Regions from separate parts of the Sus scrofa genome. Here regions 2 and 3 are each linked to region 1. Evidence: chromatin contacts called from public HiChIP or PLAC-seq data. All regions are on one chromosome and are shown on one strand. The core of a region is the stretch at or near the end of the contact, and the rest is flanking DNA. Distances in the headings are between cores, read along the strand shown. Region 1 overlaps MAP3K1 (mitogen-activated protein kinase kinase kinase 1). Region 2 overlaps ANKRD55 (ankyrin repeat domain-containing protein 55). Region 3 overlaps ANKRD55 (ankyrin repeat domain-containing protein 55).

The links. HiChIP or PLAC-seq counts read pairs in DNA pulled down with a chosen protein or histone mark.
Region 2: an H3K27ac HiChIP or PLAC-seq map of alveolar macrophages shows a contact between it and region 1. The contact joins two enhancer-like sites. A contact is called at or near these places in 2 of 2 datasets of contacts at active chromatin or transcription factors (alveolar macrophages and skeletal muscle).
Region 3: a contact with region 1 is called in an H3K27ac HiChIP or PLAC-seq map of alveolar macrophages. The contact joins two enhancer-like sites. A contact is called at or near these places in 1 of 5 promoter capture datasets (liver), 23 of 47 Hi-C or Micro-C datasets (adipocytes, alveolar macrophages, brain and 13 more) and 2 of 2 datasets of contacts at active chromatin or transcription factors (alveolar macrophages and skeletal muscle).

Annotation. Positions count from the first base shown.
Region 1 is chr16:35,898,427-35,902,422 of Sscrofa11.1, reverse strand. The region is part of intron 1 of MAP3K1 (mitogen-activated protein kinase kinase kinase 1); the gene reads right to left. Among named protein-coding and RNA genes, the nearest start is that of MAP3K1, 28 kb to the right of the region's middle. Within about 2 kb of position 2,157, at least 14 of the 83 cell types and tissues checked have an H3K27ac peak or open chromatin away from gene starts, as enhancers often do. A contact at or near this core is called in alveolar macrophages, where this site is marked.
Region 2 is chr16:35,279,125-35,283,120 of Sscrofa11.1, reverse strand. It overlaps ANKRD55 (ankyrin repeat domain-containing protein 55), which reads left to right. Exons shown (of 15, transcript XM_021076744.1): 9 at 1,955-2,015. Among named protein-coding and RNA genes, the nearest start is that of IL6ST, 130 kb to the right of the region's middle. Within about 2 kb of position 2,025, at least 9 of the 83 cell types and tissues checked have an H3K27ac peak or open chromatin away from gene starts, as enhancers often do. A contact at or near this core is called in alveolar macrophages, where this site is marked.
Region 3 is chr16:35,361,547-35,365,542 of Sscrofa11.1, reverse strand. All of the region lies in intron 4 of ANKRD55 (ankyrin repeat domain-containing protein 55), which reads left to right. Among named protein-coding and RNA genes, the nearest start is that of IL6ST, 210 kb to the right of the region's middle. Within about 2 kb of position 1,987, at least 5 of the 83 cell types and tissues checked have an H3K27ac peak or open chromatin away from gene starts, as enhancers often do.

The DNA.
Region 1 (3,996 bases), core at 908-3,407:
AAAATCCACTGTTTATTCCTTCCTTTGTTGTGTCCTTGATAATTGACGAAGAACCTTTAGAAACTTTTGAAAAAAATGGGACGTATGCGCATCCTCTTCCTTAATTGTTGAATATAGATAAGTAAGCAAGGAAAAGGATGCTTATTTTTTACAGTATTTGGCTAAATGTGTATTTCCTTTTAAGAATTCCCCTCTCCTGCTACTTGACAAATGCAGGGTTGGCCATGTGTAAAAGAAAACTGATGCAGAGATGTACGTGACCTTTTATGCTGCATTAGAGGTAGACTGGAACTCCCTACACTACTGCTGTGGGTCAGTTTTCAGCAAAGCAATGTGTCCTGTTCTGGTACTTCTAAGGGCATAATGATACATAATTAAGATACACAGTGATACATAATTCATGATACAGAGCAGGTATTCCAGGGGGAAAAGATGTCTGCTCCTTCACCACCTTCGCTTTCATCAAGATCCCAAGTCAATGTTGTGGGGGTTCTGATGTATGTTTTTCTCTGAAACCTTTCCAATGGGTGTGTGACTACATTTTTACCAAGTGAATTATTTTGAAAGAAATGTGGCAGCTCAGTCTCAGTATTCCAAAAGATTAAATGAACAAAGCTCATAACAGGAAAGTGGTCTGTTAACTATATATTTTCCCTCCCCTAGTTTAAGAAAGTGGTTTAAAGTTTAAAATGTAACATTCTGAGTACCTTCTATGTTAATAAAATCCCTGGGATTGTTTTTAATATTCCCAGATGAATGGAGAAGAAGGCATATAGGGCTGAATTAAGAGCACAAAGCCCTCTTACAGACTTTGCTAGGAAAATGATTTCTTGCAAACCCAGTAGAACAGCTAGTACTATTTCTATAGTACTTCCTTCTAGCTGGTGGAAAGTCATGTTAACTGGGATGCTCATAATGAGGAAGAATGACTTCCTGACAAACTTAGCTTTTCTTCTCCATGCTTTTAATGCTAGAAAACCACTGTGTTCAATGACTGACTGCTGGCATGCCTAGTATGTGTAAGCTCGGGGCTAGGCAACAGATATAAATACAAAGTGGGATAAAGAAAAGATAAAACAAGATCTCTGTTTCTCTAGGCACTGAGTCTAGCAGAACAGCGAAAACAGATGCCAGTTCTGCTATAATAAAAGTATTTTGATATATCATAAAGGGTTGCAAGTATGGAGTGGATTTCCCTCCTTAATTTCATTTAGGGAAGTCCTAGAAAGATCTACAGAGAAGATGATGCCTAAATAATTTTAAAGGAACGAACAGAACTGATAAGCAAAGAGCAGATGAAGGCTGAAAAATTTTCTTGACCAGCTTTGATGAAAACAACATTCTATAGAATACTAAACAGTTTATGATTCTGCTGTTCAGGAAACACCAAAGTTATAACAAGCTTATTCAAAGACCTGTGTGCAGCATACTTTGCAGGGGCTGGGGGTGGGGGGGGGTGTTAAACCAGAAGGTATGCAGCACTCCTCACGCTTATTTGGCACAGAAGTCCTTTTTTAGCAAAACACCTTTAATAGAGTAGTGGTTCTTAGAAGATACCGTAAGCAGTCTGTACTGGATCATCTCTATAGAACTTTCTGACTCAAATTAGACAAGAGATCTGAAAAGAAAAATCCAGAGAAGATGAACATCAGCTATTTTAATGTCTTACTATTTAAGACTTCTTAAGCTATCATAAAATTCAGGAACTGTGTTCAGTGCAACTAAAGCTCCAAGAATCAAAATATGAGGGAAAAAGATAACCTGACAGCCAGCTAGAGATGGGTAAATTCACCTGGTACGAATTCATCCTAAGAGAAGTGGGTGTGAGACATTCAAACGTGGTCCAATCTAACCACAACAGAGGCCAGAGAGTGTCACTAAGATTTGCTCCTGCCTAGTCCACTCACTCTCTGCCAAGGACTTTGGTCTGGGATAAACACAAAGACATCAGTGGGAAAAAAAAAAAAAAAAAAAAGACTCATAAACGAAAACCAAAAAAACCCCTGACAAGTCATTTTCTCTACAAATCTCTCTATGCCTAGAGGAAAGCCCGAGAATATGAACTAAAAAAGGAACCTGGTGCATGGTCCTCCCTTCACTGCAAACCCATGGAGCTCTGGCACAGTGGGAGCACTCGTGTGTTCTCAGCACGGATGACAGTGCTCCTGGCAATGACTGGTGGGAAGTAGGTCAGGGCAGAAGCAGTGCACAGCAGAGGCAGTGAGACCAATGTGGCTGAAGGAAGTGAGGGTGATGGGTGAGGAACCAGTGCTGCACAGAGATGGCTACAAGGAACTGACCAAATTCATTCACTGGCACATACCAGGCCCACATGGGGGAACTTAGAAAGTATGGGGGGAGGGTCTATTAGGGACACTTACTGGCTAATAGCCACCAAAACCAGTAAAGTCTCAGTTGTATACACGACAAAATCAAAAGGGCTTCTTATTCAACAGAGATGACATAACCTGAAAGCTATGCTTCTAGGAGAGGATAGATAAAGAAGCCATACCACGAACATCATCACAAGACATACAGCAGTGAACAATGGCATGAGTTCTACAGCTAGAAGGCTTGGGTTCAAATCCAAGGTCTGACACCTACTAGCTATATGGCTTTGCCCAAGTTATTTAACCTCTCTGTATCTCAACTTCCTCACTGTAAAAGGGATAATAATTCCTACCAAACAGAGTTGCTATTAGGATTAAAATAAGTTTATAGGTAAAATCCTTACAAGGAAGTTCACCCCCCTAATTTCTTCCTGTGTAAAATGCAGATAATAGCCAGTATTTATGGTGTACATAGTCTATGTGTCTTTCACTGTTTTAAGCCCTTTGCATATAGTTCTCATCTCATAGTTTTATTTATTTATTTATTTTATTTATTTATTTTTTAATTTTCCCACTGAACAGCAAGGTCATCTCATAGTTTTAAAATGAACGAACATGGTGGATGAAGCACTAAAACAGTGCCAAGTATATGGGAAGCACAAAATAAACATAACTACTGCAACTACTACTATCAGTATTTATGCTGCTGCTGCTACTCTTTTTTGTTTTGTTTTTGTCTTTTTAGGGCTGCCCCCATAGCATATGACAGTTCCCAGGCTAGTGGTCGAACTGGAGCTATAGCCACCAGCCTACACCACAGCCAGAGCAACAGGGGTTCTGAGCCTCGTCTACAACCTACACCGAAGCCTATAGCAATGCCGGTTCCTTAATCCACTGAGCAAGGCCAGGGATCGAACCCGTGTCCTCATGGATACTAGTCAGGTTCATTACCACCGAGCCACAGCAGAACTCCAAATAGGATGTATCTTTTACTCCCAGGTCACGTTTTCTTATTCAGCATTTTATGGTAAATTTATCTGTAAATTCTTAACCTTTGGCAGCTTTTCTACAGTGTAAATTAGTTCTCAAGTTTTTTTTTTTTTTTTTTTTTTTTTGTCTTTCACAAGAAAAGTATTCTAGTGGTGGTATAGGAAACAACTTTATTGGGATATAATTCACAGACCATACAATTCACCCATTTAAAGTGTACTATTCAGTAGTCTTTACTATACCCATGGAGTTGGGGCCAGGGATCAAGCCTGTGTCCTCAAGAATGCTAGTCAGATTCGTTTCTGCTGAGCCACAATGAGAACTCCTGCTGCTGCTACTCTTTATGAAGCCTCCTCTGTACTGGGTACTACGCTAGGTGCCATCCATACAAGTAGTTCCAAGTTTCACAAAAGCCTACAAGGTAAGACACACTGTCTCTGTTGGGCAGGCAAAGAAACTCTTGCAGAAAGATTAAGGAACCTGCCTAAGGACCCATAGCGAGTGGGAATTCTGAGTTTCAAAACCAGGTCTCTGCTCCTTTTAGTCTATGTTCTTCATACTTTCTTTTAACATCATGTTAGTTGAAAAAACAGATGAAAATAGCAAAATACAACTACTGTTTCTAGTTTCAAGGAGGTAACAATGTTGACTAGAGACATCTGGAATGTGAAGACTG
Region 2 (3,996 bases), core at 776-3,275, 620 kb after region 1:
GGCTAAACAATTTCATTTTTCAAATAATTCTTCCACAATAATTTCTGAATTCCCTTCATTGTCCCTGTAGATAATCTTTTTTCATCTTGGTAAGTATAATTAGTTTTCTGGGGCAACCATAACAAAATATCACAGGCTGAGTGGCTTAAACAAACAATTTATTTTTTCTTGGTTCTGAAGGCTGGAAGTCCAACATCAAGGTGCCAGTAGGGTTGGTTTCTTCTGAGGCTCTCTCCTTGGCTTACAGATGGCCATCCTCTTGCTGCCTCTTCACATGCTGTTCACCGCAAGAGCATGTTTCTGATGTTGCTGCTCTGTGTCCTCTCTCTCACTCTTTCTCTTTTTTGACTGCACCCACAGCATGCGGAAGTCTCAGGCCAGGGATTAAACCCATGCCACAGCAGCCACCCGAGCCACAGATGCCTAATGTGCTGTGCCACAAGGGAACTCCCTGTAATCTCTTTTTTTTTTTTTTTCTTTTTGTCTTTTTTCGGGCTGCACCCACAGCATAGGGAGGTTCTCAGGCTAGGGGTCGAATCAGAGCTACAGGTGCCAGCCTACACCACAGCCACAGCAACTCAGGATGCAAGCCTTGACTGCTACATACACCAACGCCAGATCCTTAACTCACTGAGCAAGGCCAGGGATCGAACATGATACCTCATGGATGCCAGTCAGATTCATTTCCGATGAGCCACAACAGGAACTCTTATAATCGCCTCTTCTTAGGAAAACACCAGTCAAATTGAATTAGAGCCTACCCTAATCCTTCATTTTAACTTAATTTCCTTTTTAAAGGTTCTGTCTACAAATATAATCACATTCTGAGGCACACAGGGGCTAGAACTTCAACATACAAATTTGAGGGGATACATCTGCCTATAACAATGTGTTTCCATTGATTAATTCATTTAGCGCCTTTCTTGGTGGTTCCTAAATCTGACTGTTTACCAGAATTTCCTGAACAGCTTATTTAAACTGTAGAAATTGGACTTCTCTCCAGACCTCTTGAGTCAGAAACCCTGAATATAGAGCCCAGGTATTTGTGGTTTTTAAAAAAAAAATCTCCCCGGGGTATTCTGAGGTGGAGCCAGGGTTAAAACTTCTGGGTTAAGTATTCTAGAAGTAACACTTACTGTGTTCCAGATATGCTTTAAATGCCACATGCATATTAACTCCTTTAATCTTCATACTGAGCTATAAGGTAGGAACTTTGTATTATTCCTCTTTTACAAATGAGGACACATAGGCACAGAAGTTAAGTTCCTTGCCTGCAGTCACAGAGTTGGTCAGCGATAGGGATGGGATGTGAACCCAGGCAGTCCAGCTCCTGTGTCTGGGCTCCTGACCACTACACTCAACTGCTTCTCTCTCACAGATGGTGTGTTGACCTCAGTCAACCAACTATGCGACCCAAGTGGAATAAGAACTGGAAGCTGAGAATCACTGACAACTGTTCCACACTGATTCCTGTCATTGCATGCTTAGATATTTGTATGTTTTTGAAAGAATCAGCAACGTTGTAAAGGCTGACTGCATCCTGGTATAACTTAACACATTTAGAAATCATGACACACATACCTAGTGGTGAAGCAATATGAAAGCACTCTGTAAGTTTATATAAAATGAATAAAGAGTAAGCCCTGGAGGACCTTGCTTCTTAGAGTGAACACAAAGAGATTCAAGTCTGGTGAACAAGATAAGCCTGAGGATTCACTCTCTCCGATCCCTTTGGCCCCTCCAGGAGCACTAAGTGGGAAAAGAGACAGAAGCCTTCCTCCCACACGCCTTCTTGTGTCTTTTTACCTTTCATGCTGGCTTCTTTTCCATGGTTTTTCCCTTAGTAAATGCAAAGGGCTGTGTTGATTCAGAGGCCTTCAACAGACTGTATTTCTAGTTGTATTCTCATACAGATTCTGTTCTTTTGAGCTACTTCTCCTGTTTTTCTTTACAGGCTCCTAACAGTCTTGGTACAACAGTCAAATCTCAGTGAGATTAATCACCAGGACAATGAGGTAAGCCTGCCCTCTCAAGGAACAGTTGGCCATTGTGCGTGTTGGGATGGGAAGAAGGGCTTTTCTGAACTATGGAGCTTCCTCTCACAAGATGGAATGGAGCAGTTTTGTGTTCCTACCCTGAGAGGGAAGCCTGTGTCTCCACAATTATTCCTCAGGCAGAAATTTATCCCACTGTGGGTGTGGGGAGCTTTTAATAGAGAAGGATTTATTGCATTAAGTACTTAAGCATTTATCATACCACTGAAATTTTGTAATTTCCCTTTGGACATTGAGAAATAGATATTGCTCTTTCCTGTCTTCTCGAGAACTAGAAACTTCATTGGCTGCTGATGCTCTCTCTCTGAGTGAAAGATGGCAGATAGATAATAATTCTAGGCTCCCTAATCCAGAAACCGCATTATTAATGCCAGTGGTCACAACTGATGTTTCCCTTGTGTTGCAAGGCAATCCTGCACAAGGCTTCCAAAAAGGCAGCGGAGTACTCTCAACAAAGTTCCTGAAGGAGGGTGGATCAGATCAGGCAGGACTGCCCAGAGTAGCTCAGGATCTTGTATCTACTTAACTCTTTAAAAACCAGGTCTGGGAGTTCCCATTACAGCTCAGTGGTTAACGAATCCGACTAAGAACCATGAGGTTGCAGGTTCAATCCCTGGCCTTGCTCAGTGGGTTGGGGATCTGGCATTTCCGTGAGCTGTGGTGTAGGTTGCAGACGTGGCTGGAATCCCATGTTGCTGTGGCTCTGGCGTAGGCCAGTGGCTACAGCTCTGATTCGACCCCTAGCCTGGGAACCTCCATATGCCGTGGGTGTAGCCCTAAAAAGCAAAAAGACAAAAAAAGAAAAAGAAAAGAAAAAAAAAAAAAAAAAAAAAAGCAGGTCTGATTTTCTTTTTTTTTTTTTTTTTTGTCTTTTTTTTTTTGCCATTTCTTGGGCCGCTCCTGTGGCATATGGAGGTTCCCAGGCTAGGGGTTGAATCGGAGCTGTAGCTACCAGCCTACACCAGAGCCACAGCAACGCAGGATCCGAGCCGCGTCTGAAACCTACACCACAGCTCAGGGTAACACCAGATCGTTAACCCACTCAGCAACGGCAGGGATCGAACCCGCAACCTCATGGTTCCTAGTCGGATTCGTTAACCACTGCGCCACGATGGGAACTCCCGGAGCAGGTCTGATTTTCATTAGCCAGCCTGATTTCTTTAATAAGCTTTTTTAAAACTGATATAAATACCTGGTTTATAATGGAATTTTTTATAAATGTAAGCTTGGTTTGGCTGCACTTCACAAAGAATGTCTGGTTACGTTAAGAAAGTCTGATAGCACTGAAAACGCATATGCCCCAAGATAACACTGCTTTCAAGGAGGCCAGCTGGCCACAGACAAGACCAGAGGAGACCCCCGAACTGGGGCTGGGCCTCCCACTCCAACTTTGTCCTGTCCCTCTTCTTTCTTCTTCTTTTTTAGTCTTTTTAGGGCCTCACCCTCGGCATGTAGGCATATGGAGGTTCCCAGGCTAGGAGTCGAATCGGAGCTGCAGCTTCTGGCCTACACCACAGCAACGCAGGATCCAAGCCATGTCTGCAACCAACACCGACGGGAACTCCCTCCCTCTTCTTTCTTGAGTCTCCTGATCAAAGGCTTCTTTCCCACTAACTTGACACTAATGACCACGCCAAAAAGCCCCTACTTCACAACCTAGACCTGATATTGGACTTCTTCCACTCCCATGTCTTCAGTGGTTTAAAGCAGAACCCCAGATGAGAGAGTATCGCAGTTTTAAACTTCTGCTTTAAAAATGAGAACCAGAGATGAGAAGGCACACTCCAATCACTCAATGGTGTGAAAGCAGGGAGCTTGAGGGCTCACAGTTTATGTCAATTAATCATGAACTTCTAGACTTTGGGCAATTTGCCAACCACTTCTTCCATTCCCAACTCCTACTCTCATCACCCACAGTGAGACTAATTAGAAAGAGAGCAAA
Region 3 (3,996 bases), core at 738-3,237, 540 kb after region 1:
GGTATATAGTGCAGTGATTCATATATATATGTATGTATATATATATATATATATATATATATATATATAATCTGAATATCCCTTTTCAGATTTTCCTCCATATTAAAAAATATTGAGTGTATTTCCCTAAACTTTTTTTTTTTTTTTTTTTGTCTTTTTGCTATTTCTTAGGCCACTCCCTCGGCATATGGAGGTTCCCAGGCTAGGGGTCGAATCGGAGCTGTAGCCACCGGCCTACACCAGAGCCACAACAACGCGGGATCCGAGCCGCGTCTGCAACCTACACCACAGCTCACGGCAACGCCGGATCATTAACCCACTGAGCAAGGGCAGGGATCGAACCCTCAACCTCATGGTTCCTAGTCGGATTCGCTAACCACTGCGCCACCACGGGAACTCCCCTAAACGTTTTACTTTTAAACTTATCCTGTATCCATTGGTATGGTTATATGTTTAACAAAGCTGCTTTCTAGAATAAAGAGCCCTGAGGGAACCCTCGTACACTGTTGGTGAGAATGTACAATGGTGACCACTATGGGAAACCGAGTGAAGGTTCCTTAAAAAACTGAAAATAGAACTACTGGAGTTCCCAGTGTGGCACAGTGAGTTAAAGATTCAGCATTGCTGCAGCTGCTGCGTCAGTCATAGCTATGGCTGAGATTTGATCCCTGGCCTGGGAACTTACATATTCCATGGGTACAGCTGAAAAAAAAAAAAAAAAAAAAAAAAGAACTACCATGTGATCCAGCAAGCCCACTCCTGGATATATATTCAGGGAAAAAAAAACAAAAAACAAAAAAACCCTCTAATTTGAAAAGATACATGCACCCCATTATTCACTATTTACAATAGCCAGGACATGGAAATTACCTAAGTTCCCATCAACAGATGATTGGTTTAAGAAAATGTGGTCCTATGGTACAATAGAATTGCTCAGCCCTAAAAAAGAGTGAAATAATGCCATTTTCAGCAACATGTATGGACCTATTATACTTAATGAAGAAAGACGGGAAAAGACAAATACTATATGATAGATATATGAAATCTAAAAAATAATACAAATGAATCTGTATACAAAACAGAAGCAGATTCACAGACATACAAACTTACAGTTACCAAAGAGGAGAAGGAGAGAGGGGAGGGACAAATTAGGAGTATGGGATTAACAGATACAAACTACTATACATAAAATAGATAAGCAGCAAAAATTTACTATATGGTGTAAGAAATTACATTCATTATCTTGTAATAACCTCTAATGAAGTATAATCAGACAAAAAACTGAATCACTATGCTGAATGTCTAAAAATAACAATATTATAAATCAACTATACTTGCATTAAAAATAATAATAATTAGAAAAAAATAAGTGAACAGAATCACTTCAAGCGGAGAAAAAAAGAGCCCTGATGTGCAGCATTTGCTCATATCTCTGATGTAAGTACTCCTACCATGGCCAGTGTCTCACTACCACCATAACATCACTTACTAGATGGTTGGAAGAGAGGCACATGATTGGCTCTCATGAGCTTTTGTGAGCACCTCCAGCCTGGATGCCTGCGTACATCCACAAACGAGTTAGACCTATCTACCGCCTTATAAGCATTGTCTTCAAATTTCCAGTGACTTAAAAGAGACAAATGTCAGGAAACTTGACTAGAGTCCTTGTTTCAGAGTATCCATAGGCTTGATTTTGAGAGAGATGATTGCCCTTTCTCCATGACTACAGAGTTATTACTGGAAGCAAGTGGAATGGGAAAAGAGCAAATGCAGGAAAATATAAAACATGCAAATTGTTTTGAAGTCAAAACAAACCTTTATGGTAAAGCATCTGAGATGAGCTGCCCTGTTTTTATGGTGCTTTTCTTCCTGGAAAGAAGTGCAGACTTCAGGGGCATTCCAGCTGGGTTCCTATTAACAGGATGTATAGGTCTTGGGGTTAAAGGTGCTGAACAGTAGACACAGCCAGACTCTCTCTAAGACATAGAGCACCTCTGACCCCCACTGGCTGCCGGGATGTGTTGCATCTCGGGTGTGGCCAAGGCCCCTTCAGAGCCCTGCCCTTTTCCTAACTGTACATATATCCTCTTCAGGGGCTGCCTTACTAATTCCTTTTTTGTTGTATTGTCAGAATTTCCTACCAGGTACCATCTATTTCTTATTGATATTAAAAAATTTAAACTCTTCATCTATTTCCCCTCTGGAGTGGTAGATATGTCTAGTGTCATTAAATCGTGTATAAATTTCATTTCACTTGATCAGAAGATGAACCAAGAGAGGGTTTGAAGTTGTTACTTGTGTGGTTGGTTTTGATTTATCTTGTTCTGGTCCTTTTGGTGACAAACCCTAGACTTTGCTTCTCTGTTACTAAGAAGCCCTTCTTTTACCTATTCTGGGTCAGTACCTGAGCCCATGCTTTCTTGTGGTCCCTCTGACACAAAAGGGACCATAAACACCAGCCACAGCAACAAAGCAGGCAGAGGCCAGGCCCTAAATCTCTGTAGGAAGCCAGGGCAGTTAACAAAACCCCGGGCCAGCAGGCCACAAAGCCCAGTCCATAATCAGGATGTTGCATCTATTGAGCACTCTTGAGTCTCTGATTCCATCCATTCACTTTGGTATTTCTATGGTACCTCTCACCACAGTACCTTGGTAACCTGACTCGTGAATTAGACTAGACTGAAGCAGGCTGGTGGAGAGGTGGAGTGCTTATAGGTGAGGAGCACGCTATCCAGTGGGTTTATGCGAGCAGACTGAGCAGTCTCCACTGATGGCTGACCTTGTCCTGAAAACAAAACTACAGTTGTACATTACAGGTATTCCTCAAAGGAGATTTTTTTCCCCAATACTCTGCATTAAATTTTTATTTTTGGACTGAGACCTGAATCCAATTGTTAATCCTCTTTGTGGAGGGAAACTTACATTGTTATTGTGAGCTTAGTCTCTTCTCCCCATTTTATTGCTTAACCCAAGTACAGCTGCCCCTATTGAACAGGAATGTTCTTCTCTCTCTATGTATTACCTTCAAAGACAAATTCAGGGTTTCTTACCCCAAAGAACTGCTTTCTGCTCTTGTTTCTCATGGCCAGCAGAGGGACCCCAGGGTAAGGCTCAGACCCAGTGTGAGATGAGGCTACTTTGTTGTGCTGAAAGAGCCCCTAACTCTCTAGGGAAGTGACATTTCACCCTAGGGTTTCTCAGCACACACACAAAAGGCTTGAGAAATAGAGCCGAATCCCTTGGGACAACCGGTACAATCATCCTTATTTGTGGCTGAGAAGAGCTTTGCAACCACATCTAATGCTGTCAGGGAACGAGAAAGCAGTTCAGTGCTTCTTTTGAGAATCAGCAAAACTAAAGGAGAAAAGCAGTAGAATCCTGGACCAGGGCCATTATTCATCACTAACATCACAAAACTCCAGAGCTGGGGTGTAGGGAAGGACATTCTATTCAACTTCATTATACTCTCTTGGTTGATAAACTATACAGATGTCCTATTCTTCATCAATATCATTTTGTCACTTGCCACATTTTTCTCCTTTTTTGTTTCTTTCCTATACTATAGATAATGCCCAAATTGTATAGAAAATAATCTCTTTCCTTTAATAAAATGTATATTACAGGCATATAGACTACTCTGTGAATTTCGAATGGCCAGTATCTCAGGATCAGAAAACTCTGTAGGGATTCTTGGCTTGTGGCAGTGGCATCTCCAACCAATGTCTGTATGGGTTTGCTAAAAATTAACCTGAGGGTCAGTTTTACTTCTTAATATGAGGTGAGACTGAGCAATAAAAAGTTGTGGTACTTTTATCTTGTTCAGGGAATGCAAAAGGCAATGCCAGGGCTACAGAGAAGCATAAAACATAGTCTTTGAACATAAGAAGCTGATTGTCTTCCTAGAAGGAGGAAGAATAATCCAAAAAAAAGCAGTAAAGAAGTATCAAGTGATCTATTTAATGATAATAATGGTAATAATAACAGCTACTATACTGA